Regions from separate parts of the Sus scrofa genome. Here region 1 is linked to region 2. A link is a contact called in public Hi-C data. All regions are on one chromosome and are shown on one strand. The core of a region is the stretch at or near the end of the contact, and the rest is flanking DNA. Distances in the headings are between cores, read along the strand shown. Region 1 has its middle 100 kb from the start of KLF6. Region 2 holds the start of LOC110255728 (a long non-coding RNA gene).

Region 1 (6,753 bases), core at 2,978-5,477, 100 kb after region 2:
TGAAATACCACAAGCACATCAATTTGTCAAGTCAATGCATGTTATTATAGTATTAATTTTTTAATCAGACTGGTAATCTGGCCAGTTGGCTGCTTAAAAGCAAAAATAGCCAGACAGGTCCTTGCCTTTTTAGGCTGAAGTTGCTGGGCTAGCTGTCAATCACAGGTGGTGGCTACCTGTGTGGACTCAGGACTTCCAGAACTGTGGGTGCCTCCTTCAACAGATGCTGCCTCCACACATGAAGATGCAGTTTGCTCCACAGAGAAAGGGACACGTCCCACCCAGCCCGGTGCCTCCTCATCAAGAGAATCCAGACGACGGTGTCAGATCGGAGGCTGGCAGGAAGCATCCCTTGGGTGGGAGGAGGCTGCAGACACCCAGTCAATGAGGTGGAATGTGTGGGCTCAAAAGCAGAGTATTACGTTAGCAGAGAAAAGACAGACATCACTGAGATAAGAGGAAAGATGTGGGCAGCACGTGGCAGCACTGGGTGAAAATTAAATGAAAAGAGTTAACTAAAATTAAAAGGGGTAGATTTCTTCCTTTTTTTTTTTTTTTTTTTTTTTTTTTTGGTCTTTTTGCCTTTTCTAAGGCTGCTCCCTCGGCACGTGGAGGTTCCCAGGCTAGGGGTCCAATCGGAGCTGTAGCCGCCGGCCTACGCCACAGCCACAGCAATGCAGCATCCGAACCGTGTCTGCAACCTACACCACAGCCACTGCAATGCAGGATCCGAGCTGCGTCTGTGACCTACACCACAGCTCACAGCAACGCCGGATCCTTAACCCACTGAGCAAAGCCAGGGATCGAACCCGCAACCTCATGGTTTCTAGTCGGATTCGTTAACCACTGCGCCACGACGGGAACTCCAAGAGGTAGATTTCTTTTATGGGTGTCCTTGAGCCTTTTCTTCATCCAAGTACCACCACCCTGTCAGATAACTCACCCGCGTGATTATAGCCGCCACAGTTGACGGGGAGAAACGGGGATTGAGAGGGGAGGACGTGCCTACGTGTCCAATGGAGCTGCGGTGTAGCCAGATGTCCAATATGGAAGGAGACAGTCACAGGCAGAGAACACACAGCGCTCTCAGCCATCCTGGCGGAGCCGGCGTCTCAGATAACCCTTCTCCAAAGGTTTTAGCCACGCTGCTCTTAAGGGAGAGAAAAATACTGCCACACGCAGTCCCGTTGGAGTGGCACTGAGTTCCACTCTGTACATGCAGTTCACGGGACCGAATCCCACCCTCAGAGACACTTGGAGAGGAGAAGCTGGCAGTGAATGCTTCTTGCGGTGGAGCAGGAGCTGTCACCCAACTTCCCAGTTTCCGGGAAAGCCAGATAGCCTGTTATAACCCCGTGCTTCCTTCTAACAAAAGAGACAAAATGTCTACACTCCCTTCAAGGTTTGGGGACCTTGTGACCTATGCGGAGCATTTCAAGAGAGAAACTTGAATAAGACTTTCAATTAATAGCAATTTTGCCTTTCCTAACATGTCACCGAGGTGGGGCTCCTTCCCAACCCCTTTCTCCCACTTATTTATACAGAGGCTGGTCCCCACATTTGTCTAGAAAGTCCCTGCTTTGCATGTGTGCCCAGCCGAGGCAGCGCTATTTGCATGTGCTGTGTAGCTCCGTGCTGGCAGCCTAAGAACAGCAGCGTTGCAGAAGCTGAGGTATATTCTTGGACTGACCCCATTCACTCAATCACTCCCCAGATACAATACAAGGCTATTGAAGGGTCGGAGACCCTGGCGGATTTGAAGGCTTTGTGCTCATTCCAGGATGTCTTTGTTCGGGTAACAATAGGTGACATCCCACATAATGCAGGCCATTTGTACCACTGCCTGCTGGAACTTCCTGTTTGGAACGCGCGGCAGAGAGGTTGCTGAAAAGCCTGGGTAGGCGGCGAGAAAGGAGCCAAACAACGCCGGATTTCCAGGATTTTCTCTGGTTGAGGATGAAGGCAATTAAATGGGTGAGGACCCAGAGAAAAGACAGCATTGCGCTGGGCGACCCGCATGCTTGAAAGTGGGTTTACAGGTCTGCGAACGCGCCGGACTCCTGCAAAGCTGGGCCCTCACGCTGAGGCAGGTGGCCCCGCCTGGGCCCTCTGCTTTGCTCCCAGAGCACCTGCCAGCTTTCCAGCACCTCAAAGCCGGGCCTTTCCCAAAGACCATCATTTATCAAAATAAAAGAGAGGATCTCCTGGAATTCAATACTTTTTTGCTGTTTACATGATTTGGGGTATTGAAATCTGTCGAGTGAAGGGAGAGAAGCAATGTATCTTCTTAACAAAGTGTCTCTGGAGAATGAGGCCAATCCTGGCACTTGCTGACGGGACTTCCACAGAGACAGAGTGATCCCCATCTGGCCCGCTGCTCACGCGTGAGCCCGGAGCCTACAGACGGGCGCTGGGGAGGGGGGCAGGTTCAGGGCCCCAGCATTGGCCGGAAGGGTCTCAGGTCCCAGCTGGTCACCTGAAGTCTTGAGCAAGTTCCTTGACCCCACTGAGCCCCTGCTTCCTCCTCAGACAAGGCGGGGTCTTGCTTCTGCGTGTGGGGAGGACGGGGTACACAGAGCCCATCCCGGAGGTGCCCGCGGGACTCGGATGGGTGGGGCAGTTTCTCCACGCCCAGAGCACATCCTCCCCAGACCCAAGGACCGGGGTTGAGCAACAATCCCATGACATCTGAGCATTTCCAGCAGCCTCCCAAAGAAGTTTCATATGTCTAAACCCTTTGAAAGGGAGGCGTATAAACTAGGCATATTCTTCTCTGAGGAGGGTCTGAGTTTTACAGGCAAAGCAAGGGAGCCCGAGCTGGGGTTTGCTGATGTCATAGAGGGAGGCGAAAACAAATATTTGGAAACTTTTTTGGAAATGACACAGCAAGGATAAGAACCCAAGAGCATGCTAAAGGTACAAGACAGACTCTTATGTGCTAACAGTAACACTAGTTTACAAGGATTGAGCTGCTAGAATGGGACGGACACTGCTATTCCCTCTCTACGCAATATTATTCATCATTCCTGGGAGGGACAGGTCATTTTTTTCTAGATACAACAAATGAGAAAGCCGATTAACATGATCTGGTAGGTACTTGATCTTGGACATGAGAGAAGGTTGGATGCGTGTGGCAGGCACTCTGCTGAAAGCTTTTGATGACGAGGTAACACCATGTAATACTTATTTCACTGATGTGAGAGGTAAGGAATGAACCGCTTTGAGTGGACGCATTTCTCAGCCTCACCCAGACAAACAAGTGGACGCAAACCTGACTCTTTAATGTGGTTTGCGGCAAGCGCCTTTGTCCTTCTCCACTCCCGCGGCATCACTGCGCCTGTCTCAGGGCCCGAGAACACACATGGCAACCCCCCAGCTGTGTGAGCTTGGGCAAACAATTTAACCTCACTGTTCCTCGAGTGCCCATCTGTAAAATGGACTAATAGTAACAGCCCACACTGGAGCAGGTGTTACAAGGACCAGGTAGCGAAGTTGATGCTCTCAAAACCCTTGCAGCAGTGCCTGGCGCATAATAAGTGCTCAAGAACTGTTAGCCTATAAATTCCTGACTCATTATCATCACTCCATCTGAGCTGAGTGAAAGTCTCACCCAGAATAAATAGGCACAGAATTCAAGAACTTGACAGAGTTGCTTGGCGGCTCAGGGGTTAAGGATCCATCACGGCTCTTGTTCCGTCCCTGGCAGGGGAAGGTCTGCGTGCTGTGGGCGTGGCCAAAATAAATGAATAGGAGTTTGATGCGTTCTTATCTGCCCTCCTAGCCCTTCAGGAGCTGGCCACCCTCCCCAGCGAAGGTCATTGTCGGTTCTCCCGGAATTATGCTGCCCACTGCTCTGCCTGCACCCTCCTCCTCAGCTCTCTTTGGGAAACAGCAAAACCAGCTGCCAGGCACCAAAGGGCAGGCGGTCTCCCCCCACCGCCCAGTCCAGCCCTTGGCCTCTCGGTCAGTCGGTATTTTTGTCACATTCTCTGGAAACACTAAGGCGTCTCTTCCAGCATTTGCACCTAACGAAGCTTCTTTCTTTGGATGTGTGGCATTAGGCTTTCAGCCAGAGTACATCTGTGTTCATTCCGTTGGTGAAATTATATTTTAAGACCTTCCTAATTTTTTTTAAAAGAAAATGTGTCCTCTAAATACTAACTGGCAGGCAGGGTGCGGGGGCTGGGGATACAAAGGTGAATAAGGCAAAGTCCTCCCGTTTGCCGTTGTCCCCGTCTGCTAGGGAAAAGGACATCGCCACGGACCATCGAAGTGAGTCCTGGGACCACAGGTGTCCAGGAAGTGCCGAGGGGGAGGGCAGTGAGATCCCAGGAGCCCCCGAGCCCTGGTGGGCGTCCACGGGGGATTTGACTGTGGCCACTTTGGAGGGACGGGTATGTGAAGCCCAGACACCTCTTCCTTCCTCCCCACCCTCCGAGCACTCTGAGCCCGGGGCCAGGTAAGCTTGACCTCAGGAGACTTTGGAGGAGAACAGGGAGAGCGTGAGTCAATCCCCTTTACCTGCATAAAAAAGGCTCAAAGCATGTTTTTCCGGGGAGGATGATGACTGAGGGGGTCAGGGAAGCCCCTTCCTGCAGCTGAGAGCTCCTGGAGAAAAACCCCAGCAGTTCTGCCCCTGCGGCTCTGTCTTCCCGGAGGTAAAGACCAGAGGACTAAGCAGTGGAAAGGTCGCCAGCAAGAGAAACCACCCAGGAGTGGCTCAGCAGGTTAGGAACCCGACTAGTATCCACGAGGACGCAGGCTTTACCCCTGGACTCACTCAGCAGGTTCAGGATCTGGCGTTGCTGTGGCTGTGGTGTAGGCTGGCGGCTGCAGCTCTGATTTGACCGACCCTAGCCCGGGAACCTCCATATGCCACAGGTGTGGCCCCTAAAAAAAGAAGAGAGAGAGAGAGAACCCACTCAACAGGTCCCACGTCCCCCTGGAATCCCCGCCGGGTCTACCCTCGCCTGCAATCTCCCTGTGCATCGACTGCACCACTGAGGGTCCTGCTCAGATTGCCATCTCCGACTAACTAATCAGAAGGCGTGTGAGCCCCAGGAGAGGTCAGGACAGTCATAAAGCTCCAACCCACACCTGGCTTCTCGCTCAAGGAAAGGACTTGCAGTCTTCGATGGAGTCCTGTCAGCGCTTGCTCTGTCTTATCTCCTAAAATTTCAAATAGTTCTCGTAGTTGGCCAGAGAGTTGAGACCCAAGCGCCTGGAGTATTGTGTGCAATCCCCGCTTCCCCCTCCCTCTGCACTGCTCCCCTGACCGATTCCCCAAGATCAGACCCAGGTGAAGTAGAGGGGGAGCCATGCGGTTCTCAAGTTTTGGGGGGTCAGGTGTCCCCCCTCACAGTCAGGAGCTCATCTTTACCGTACATGCACCAGCCTAAGCCCACACACCCCACACGAATGTCCACGCCTGACTTTAACCTGAGTCTGGGGAGAAGACGATTCATGCAGATGCAGGCAGTGGTCCCTCCCGAGGTCCTAGGGGCCCACCAGGGCGAAGGAGCTCCAGGTTTGAAACCACTTGCTTTAGGTCCTGAAAGATACTCAGTCGCCTAATCACCTAATCACTCAGGGGGTTTCCTGCCCGCAGCACCCTCCCCCGCACCCTGAGAAACCATGTGCCCTGCCGGCCATGCAAGACTCCACCAGGGGCGAGGGATGAGCGGCAAGCCGTCCATGAGGGCAGAGCGGTCTCTCCCTGGCAATCCGCAGGCACTCCTAAAACCCGCTCGCCGGTGATCAAATTAGGAATCCTTTCACATCAAAGAAAAGTTCCGTTTTCATACCCGGGGTGAATATTGGATATCACTTTTTTTCTGCTCGGCATTTTGATATAACTATGCAATAATGTCCAAATAATGCCATGTTTACATATGCCAGGTGACAAGCGGTGTGTGTGGGATTACGGCGTTGAGGAGGGGATATTAGAAACATCTGAAGCATAATGAAAACTGTATATTGAAACATAACTTTTCTTCTGCAGTTTTATGTGTCATTGACAAAAAAGCAGGCAGGAGAAATTACTCCGACAGTAGAATCCCCCCCAGCTTCCACCGTCTGGTAACGGCGCTGCTCTTAGGGACAAAGTCCGGGATGAGAGAAGATTTCACGGAAGAACTGGCCAAAGGAAAGCCTAATTGCAAAACCACTGTCATTAATGTTGCAGAAGTGATTTCTAAGAGTGTGAAAAATTAGCATTAACAGTTCTGTACGAAGTTATATCGGACTACAATTTTAAATCGAGCTGACCTTTCAAAGACAAACTAATTACCAATTTGAACAAAAAGACAGAGTGTGCCAAGTGGCAGAGTATGTGTTTAGCCTTCGTCTAAGGAGGCAAAATGGTCTTGAGCAATTATTTCATTGAATCCACTCAACATAGCTCACTTAGACCTAAAAGGACTCTCTCCCGAAGAGCAGGTTATCTGTCTTAAATTTATCTAGATAGTTACCCCAGATCTGCAAATCACTTTACAATGAATCTACACCCAAATCGATCTCTCTAATTAAACAAAACAAATGCAGATTCAGTTGATTGAGTCTCTTCCTCAACAACTTTAATTTAATGTAATATAACTACTTATTGAGTACCTATTTTGTGCCTGCCACTAAGGGAAGCTCTTCGATAATGGCTCCTTCTTGATAAAAAAAAAAATCTAAGGTTTTTGAAGAGGGGGCCAAGCCTTCCGCAGCCTGGGCCCCAGTCACCTTTCCGCTTACTTCCCCCGCCCAGTC
Region 2 (5,942 bases), core at 2,530-5,029:
GAGCTTTAGCCTGAGACTCGTTCGCACGCCGCAGTTTCCATCAAGGCCTTTTTTCTTTTTCTTTTTTTTCTGTTCAAGCCACTTTCTCTCCCTGATTAAAATGTGATCTTATCTGATGAGAACTGACCCAGGATCGAATTAATTCTCCAAAGGAACGGGTGCCAGTGGTCAGCCTTCTGAAACACAGGCGTTCCAGGCTCGGGGGCAGGAAGGGGACAGGGCTGTGGGGTGGGTGGGTCTGAAGGCAGTTTTGGAGACGTGTCTGCTCTGGCCTTAAAACCAGCCATGTAATCTAGCCTGGGTTGGACGCAGCAAAAGTGGAAACGCCTGCATATTTTGAAGGAATTCCAAGCAGACAGGACCTAGGGTTGGCCATGGACAAGGAGACAAAGGTAAGTTTAGGGATTAATTTACCAAGAAGGGCTCGGGGAGAAGAGGAAATTGGCGGCGGGGGGGGCATTCACAGCTGGTGGATTATTAGAGATTCAGGGTGAGAAGGATTCAGCAGTTGGATGAAGACTGAAGCTATTGAAAGGGACAAGAAAAATAAAACAAAGTGGCTGAAGTGACCCAGAGAACTGGGAGTTCAGTTTTTTGGGGGTTTTTTAGGGCCCCACCCTCAGCATATGAAAGTTTCCAGGCAAGAGGTCGAAGCAGAGATATGGCTGCTGGCCTACACCACAGCCATGACAATGCAGGATCTGAGCTGTGTCTGTGACCTACAGCACAGCTCATGGCAACAGCGGATCCTTAACCCACTGAGCGAGGTCAGGGATCGAACTCGCATCCTCATGGAAACTAGTCAGATGTGTTTCCGCTGTGCCATGATGGGAACTCCTGGGAGTTCAGTTAGACTGTGATACATCCAGCCCTCCCCGGGGTCAAAGGAATAGCAATCTTCGTATTAAATAACAGATTTCAGGGTTCTTGGAATGATAGGAACTTTGCTTTGTGGGAAAACAGCACAGTTCAAAAGCCTTTGAAGAATAGACACACAGTTTTCAGAATACTTTTGGAAAGAAATTACAGCAAAATGGCTCAATGACCAGGGAGAGACATTTCTGGTATTTGTCGTCATGAGCGGAAGGGCTGTTTGCAGAGAAAGAGTCAACTTATCTCCCTTGAAATCATGACTCGCCTGTCTCTCCCCAGACTCCTGTTCAGAAGCACAAGAGCATCTGAAGCTGCAGCTGCATCACTTTCTCAGGTGAGAGCAGAGCCTGCTGCCAGCCACGGGCGCCCCAAGGAAGGAACCTGTCCTCTGGATGCCCCCCTGCCCGACCCTCCCCCCGCCAACTCCATCATGTTCCCCCCTCACCCCAGAAGAGTAGGGGGCCATCCAGACTTAGCGGGCCTTGGGGCAAGCTGGCTTACACGAGCACAGGTGAATGTTCTGGAATGACTTCACCAGCCCTTCCAGATCCCAGGACTGGCCATCTGCCTGGATGCTCAGGCTTCACTGTGGAGTTAGAAGTCCTGGTCCTTGGACCAGCTGGTTTGCCCCATCTTGGTTGGGGGGAGGATGCGCTTGGGGTGGGGAGTGGCCTCCAGCTCCTGGGCTGGGCCCCCGTGTGAGGGCAGCAGGGCGTCTGTGTGAACGCCTGCTGTATCGAATATCTGTGCCGGCGTGCACACGGCACAGAATCCTCTCCGCATAGCAGGACCTCCTTCTGTCCCTAACCAAAACCGCCCCACCACCGTTCTCGACTCAGCTTAAATGTCACCTTCAAGAGTGTGCTCGGGTCACTCAGATCAAAGTTGGACGTTGGAATAAACGGGCTCATTGCTCCTGTCCTCTTTCTTCGCAGAGTTTACCACACTTTCCAGTAACACAGGTTTTTACTTGTTGAACGCCTGTCCGCCACCAGTCCCTAAACTCCCCGAGGACACAACCGGATCTGTTCTTATTGTCACATCCGTAACCCTTATCACAGCAAATGACACCTAGAGGCCAGGTAGCAAATACTTGTTGGCAGAATTCGTGAGGGTTGAGTGAATGAGCAATCGTGATGATTCGGTACAGCCTAGAAAATTCCATCGTGGTTATTGCTGTTATAAGGCCTACCATCGCTGTCCTAATCTGGGTTAGCGTCAGGGATCACTGACAAGTGATACGCTCCGAGCTGGCCGGCCAACAGCACCTCTTCTTACGTATCGGTGATGCTTCTCTACCAAAGGCATCGGTTCTTCCTGTGCCAAGTTCATTTCTAGTTTGCACACGACAGTTTTCTAGCGGGATCAGGGACACATTTTGTATTCCGCTAGGTTTCAGCTAAGAATATTTTCCATCTCCAGTCAGTTTGATTTTCCCAGCTCCGCTGGATGCTAAGAACCATGTTTAAGATGAGTCTCCGCGTTAATCATAAATATGCATCAGCTTCCAACCCTGTGCCAGCGCACGCGCCCAGCCCCTCCGGCTCGCCACCCCGGAGCCCTGCAGCCCTTCCCAACCCCTCTCCCCTCCTTTCAACTGCCCCTCGGCAACACAGACACACACACACACACACACACACACACACACGGTCTGTCCTTTCCACTGGTCAGCCCCACGGGACACAAGCAATGCAAAATCGTGGGGAGGGGGAAAGTGGTCAATGAGTGCACAGAAACAAACAGAAATCGGAAACTCCACGAGCTAAAGAGACCCCCCGGCTGGCATCTGGAGACTAACGCAGACTCTCAGGGGTCGCTCAGGCTTGCAGTTGGGGATGAAGGTGGAAACCAGGATGTTTCTTTCTCCTCTTCCCAAATCACAAGGACTCTGCTCACTCCGGGCGGACTCGGGTTGGTCGGGAGAGTGGAACCCGGGGCTGGTGGTCAGGCTGGTTGGGAGCTGATCGGAGCAGGACCACAGGACGAAGGCTGGGCACCCTCGGGCAGGCTGCAGGCGGCGTCTGGGAGATGCTCCCCCGAGATGTTCCCGCCGATGTGCTATGCTGTGCTGTGATGATTCCACCTCCCTTCCCATCCGTGGCAGCTGGCCTTGCTTTAAACTGTGGTTCCCAGCCTTGGCTTCCCTTTGGAATCCTCTGGGGAGATCTGGAAGCTTCCAGAAGGACAAATCTAGGAGGCACCCAGACCAATTAAATCAGGGTCTTCTTGGACCCCGAGATGAGTAGATGCAGGCATGGCTGACGCCCCCTGGAAAGGGTCCAACGAGAAGCAGGATGAAAGAGGCAACGCTCCAAACCAGAACCACCCAGAACACCACTGTTTGAAGGGCTTTGTTCTAGGGGAAAAGGGCACACATTCGATCCCACTCTCCTCCTCTCAGAAGACACTCTGCTTTATGGAAGTGAATGTAGCGTCAGTTATGGAACTCCGCACAGAAATGTTCGGTTTTCCTGCTTGGGTTTACAGCATCTCTTATTCCTCCAGCTATAATTTTATATGAGGCCTTGCTGGCATTTGCAGAGTAAAACATTACATGTAGTTTCCAGTGCAAAAGGTGTAGAAAGTTTTGCAAAACTCTGGAAGGGGAGAGAGCAAAAGGTTTATCTTCGGGTCATCACATTTTTATTTGATTTTTTTCCTCCTTTATACCGGTTGCTGTTACTTTAAAAGTCTTCTGGCATTTAACTGGCAATAAACAGGGCAAAACAAACTGTTCCTTCTTTTAGATTGTGCAATTTTTTATGGCTCTGTTTTAGAGTCACCAAATATGCCTTTTAGAAAAAAAATGCTTGTTTAACCACCTTCTGTTTGTATAGCAGTAGGGCTATTCGCCGACAAACCTCAGGGGTGAGGCAGTGTTTTCGGTGGAACTCAAGTTTCTCAAAGGTACTTAGAAACAACCTGACGTTAAGTGGCAGTGATGCTACGAGTCCCTCAGGCAGGAGAGTGCATGTCGCTGAACCAAGGATGGGCTGAGCTCATTTTGAGCCCAGTTGTCATGCCCAGATGTTTAAAGCAAGTGGGGTAGTCAGCAGGATCACAGCTGGAACCGAAGGAATCAGTGTGGGATAATCTGCTGACACGACAGTCTGGAAGCCAGTGGCCAGAGTGAATGTTTCCACGATACATCAGCGAGCACATTTGTGACCCCAGAGGCAGTGCCGGCAGGGAGGGTGAGTTCTATCTTGGCCGACACGGTGCCGTGCTTCAGGTTTTCCCATCTTTGATACATTTCCACATCGACCTAAAAACTTTAGGGTCCTGAGTTAGCAGCAAGGGGGGGAGTTGCACTGCAACCCAGTCTTCAGGCAGGAAAAGGAAAAAAAAAAAAGTAGGATTTCAGAGCAGCAAGTACTTTAACATTTAAAGACAAAATGTGAAGAATTTGGAGAATTCGTATGCTTCTCCAGACACATACATTTTGTTTTTTTGCAATAGGTTTTGCTGCCTCCAAGGCAAGTAGAGCAATAACCTCTGCCATCAAATAGCTTTTTGTTTGTTTTTCATCATTGCCTTTATTTATTTATTTACTTTGGTGTGGTCATAGCAGCAACCTAAAATGAAAAGGCAATTATTGCCTGCTTAGAACGAGATTCCAACCCCAGAAACCCTCCTTCCAGAGTTTGTGTCTCCTGTGTGTTATTACACAACACGATTAGAATTCTTCTTCTCTAACGTTGCTGTATCTCGCTGCCACCTTCATCCGAACATCATCATCATCTGAATAGTATTTAATTTTATGGCACATTTCCTTCCGACTGGATCCTTTGCTAAGTACATTATCCGTGCTGTTTATTTAGTACAGCATTAGGAAGCCTGTATGGTGTTATTGTACCGTTTTGCCATCAAGAATTGTAGACAGCTTAAGTAACAGCCAAATACTGCACAGCTAGAAAGCAGAGCCCACCTCTCCTGTTTTAAAAATCCCCTAATATAATGTGAAAACCTGTCAATTTCTCCCTGTAGCTTTGGCAGTGTTTTCTCTCACGACTTTGTTGTTGGATGTATACCTAAGTTTAGTTATAATTTCCTTGGGAAAGGGAAGCATTTCAGATACACAACAATTACTGTCTATCTTTAGGATGCTTTTCTGCCTCTGAGCTTCTTCTGTCCGGTGAGATAGTATTACTCTAGCTTTCTTTTATTAAATATCCCGTCTGGAGGGTGCGTTTGTGTGTGCATTTAAAGTAAATGCAAAAAACCAGAATACACGCATATACACACATATGTATGTATGTACACATATATGTATCTAGCAGTATATAGATACATGTGTATATATAAACGTTTATATATATGTATATATATAAATGTTTATATATACGTATATATATCCATTGCAAAGATTTTAGTGCCCAAGTTTTCTAAATTCTCATAATTTCGATGTGTCTCTTGTAAATGGCGGTGAACTCAGAGTGTCTACACCAGCTGAAATACGTACATTTGAATTAGGAAGTCGGGCCCGCTGGTGTTGCTTGATGCCCTGGAGAGGGCTAACTGGTGCGCTCAGCATCCTTGTCCACTGCTTCCCTGACTCGTGGTGCCTCTCATCCTCTCACGGAGCTGAGGGAGACGGAGCCCAGGGGACAGGATGCGAGCCGAGGAGCACGGGCGACTCCAGGGAGCGGGGCCGAGGCCTCAGGAAGAGGCCACGGTCTCCCCTGCCGCCCCCTTTTCCTGCCGACTCCCAAATCCTGATAGATCCACGGGCACCTGGGAGCCGGAGGAGAGGAGGACAGAGCCGCGTCGGCCCTGCCCAGGCCCCCAGGGCCGTGAGGACAGAGAGGCGGACCCCACATCTTCGGGGGAGAGGCTCTGCCAGGACGTCACTTCCCTCTCATCTTGTGCTGTTGTGTTTTTCCCACTCAAACCACACTTCTTTCTTCACTTTTCCTCTTTCTTGAATTCTTTCGAATCTGTTGAGGTTTTATTCTCACACCATTTCAAAATTACCACGTTTAATGTGTAAGCCCTATTTCTGTCATTTTGATGTTCTTATATGGTTTTCATAAGGAAATGGAAGTGTAGTCAGTGTCTTTTCCCTCTTC

Evidence for each region. Hi-C and Micro-C count contacts between places; a contact is called where the count stands out from the background.
Region 1: a contact with region 2 is called in a Hi-C map of liver, with 2.8 times the contacts expected there. The contact joins two enhancer-like sites. A contact is called at or near these places in 1 of 5 promoter capture datasets (liver), 4 of 47 Hi-C or Micro-C datasets (embryonic fibroblasts and liver) and 2 of 2 datasets of contacts at active chromatin or transcription factors (alveolar macrophages and skeletal muscle).

The regions. Positions count from the first base shown.
Region 1 is chr10:66,385,269-66,392,021 of Sscrofa11.1, forward strand. No RefSeq gene overlaps it. Among named protein-coding and RNA genes, the nearest start is that of KLF6, 100 kb to the right of the region's middle. Within about 2 kb of position 4,228, at least 2 of the 83 cell types and tissues checked have an H3K27ac peak or open chromatin away from gene starts, as enhancers often do. A contact at or near this core is called in liver, where this site is marked.
Region 2 is chr10:66,280,827-66,286,768 of Sscrofa11.1, forward strand. LOC110255728 (a long non-coding RNA gene) reads left to right here and starts at 310. Exons shown (of 3, transcript XR_002336439.1): 1 at 310-392; 2 at 1,153-1,207. Within about 2 kb of position 3,780, at least 24 of the 83 cell types and tissues checked have an H3K27ac peak or open chromatin away from gene starts, as enhancers often do. A contact at or near this core is called in liver, where this site is marked.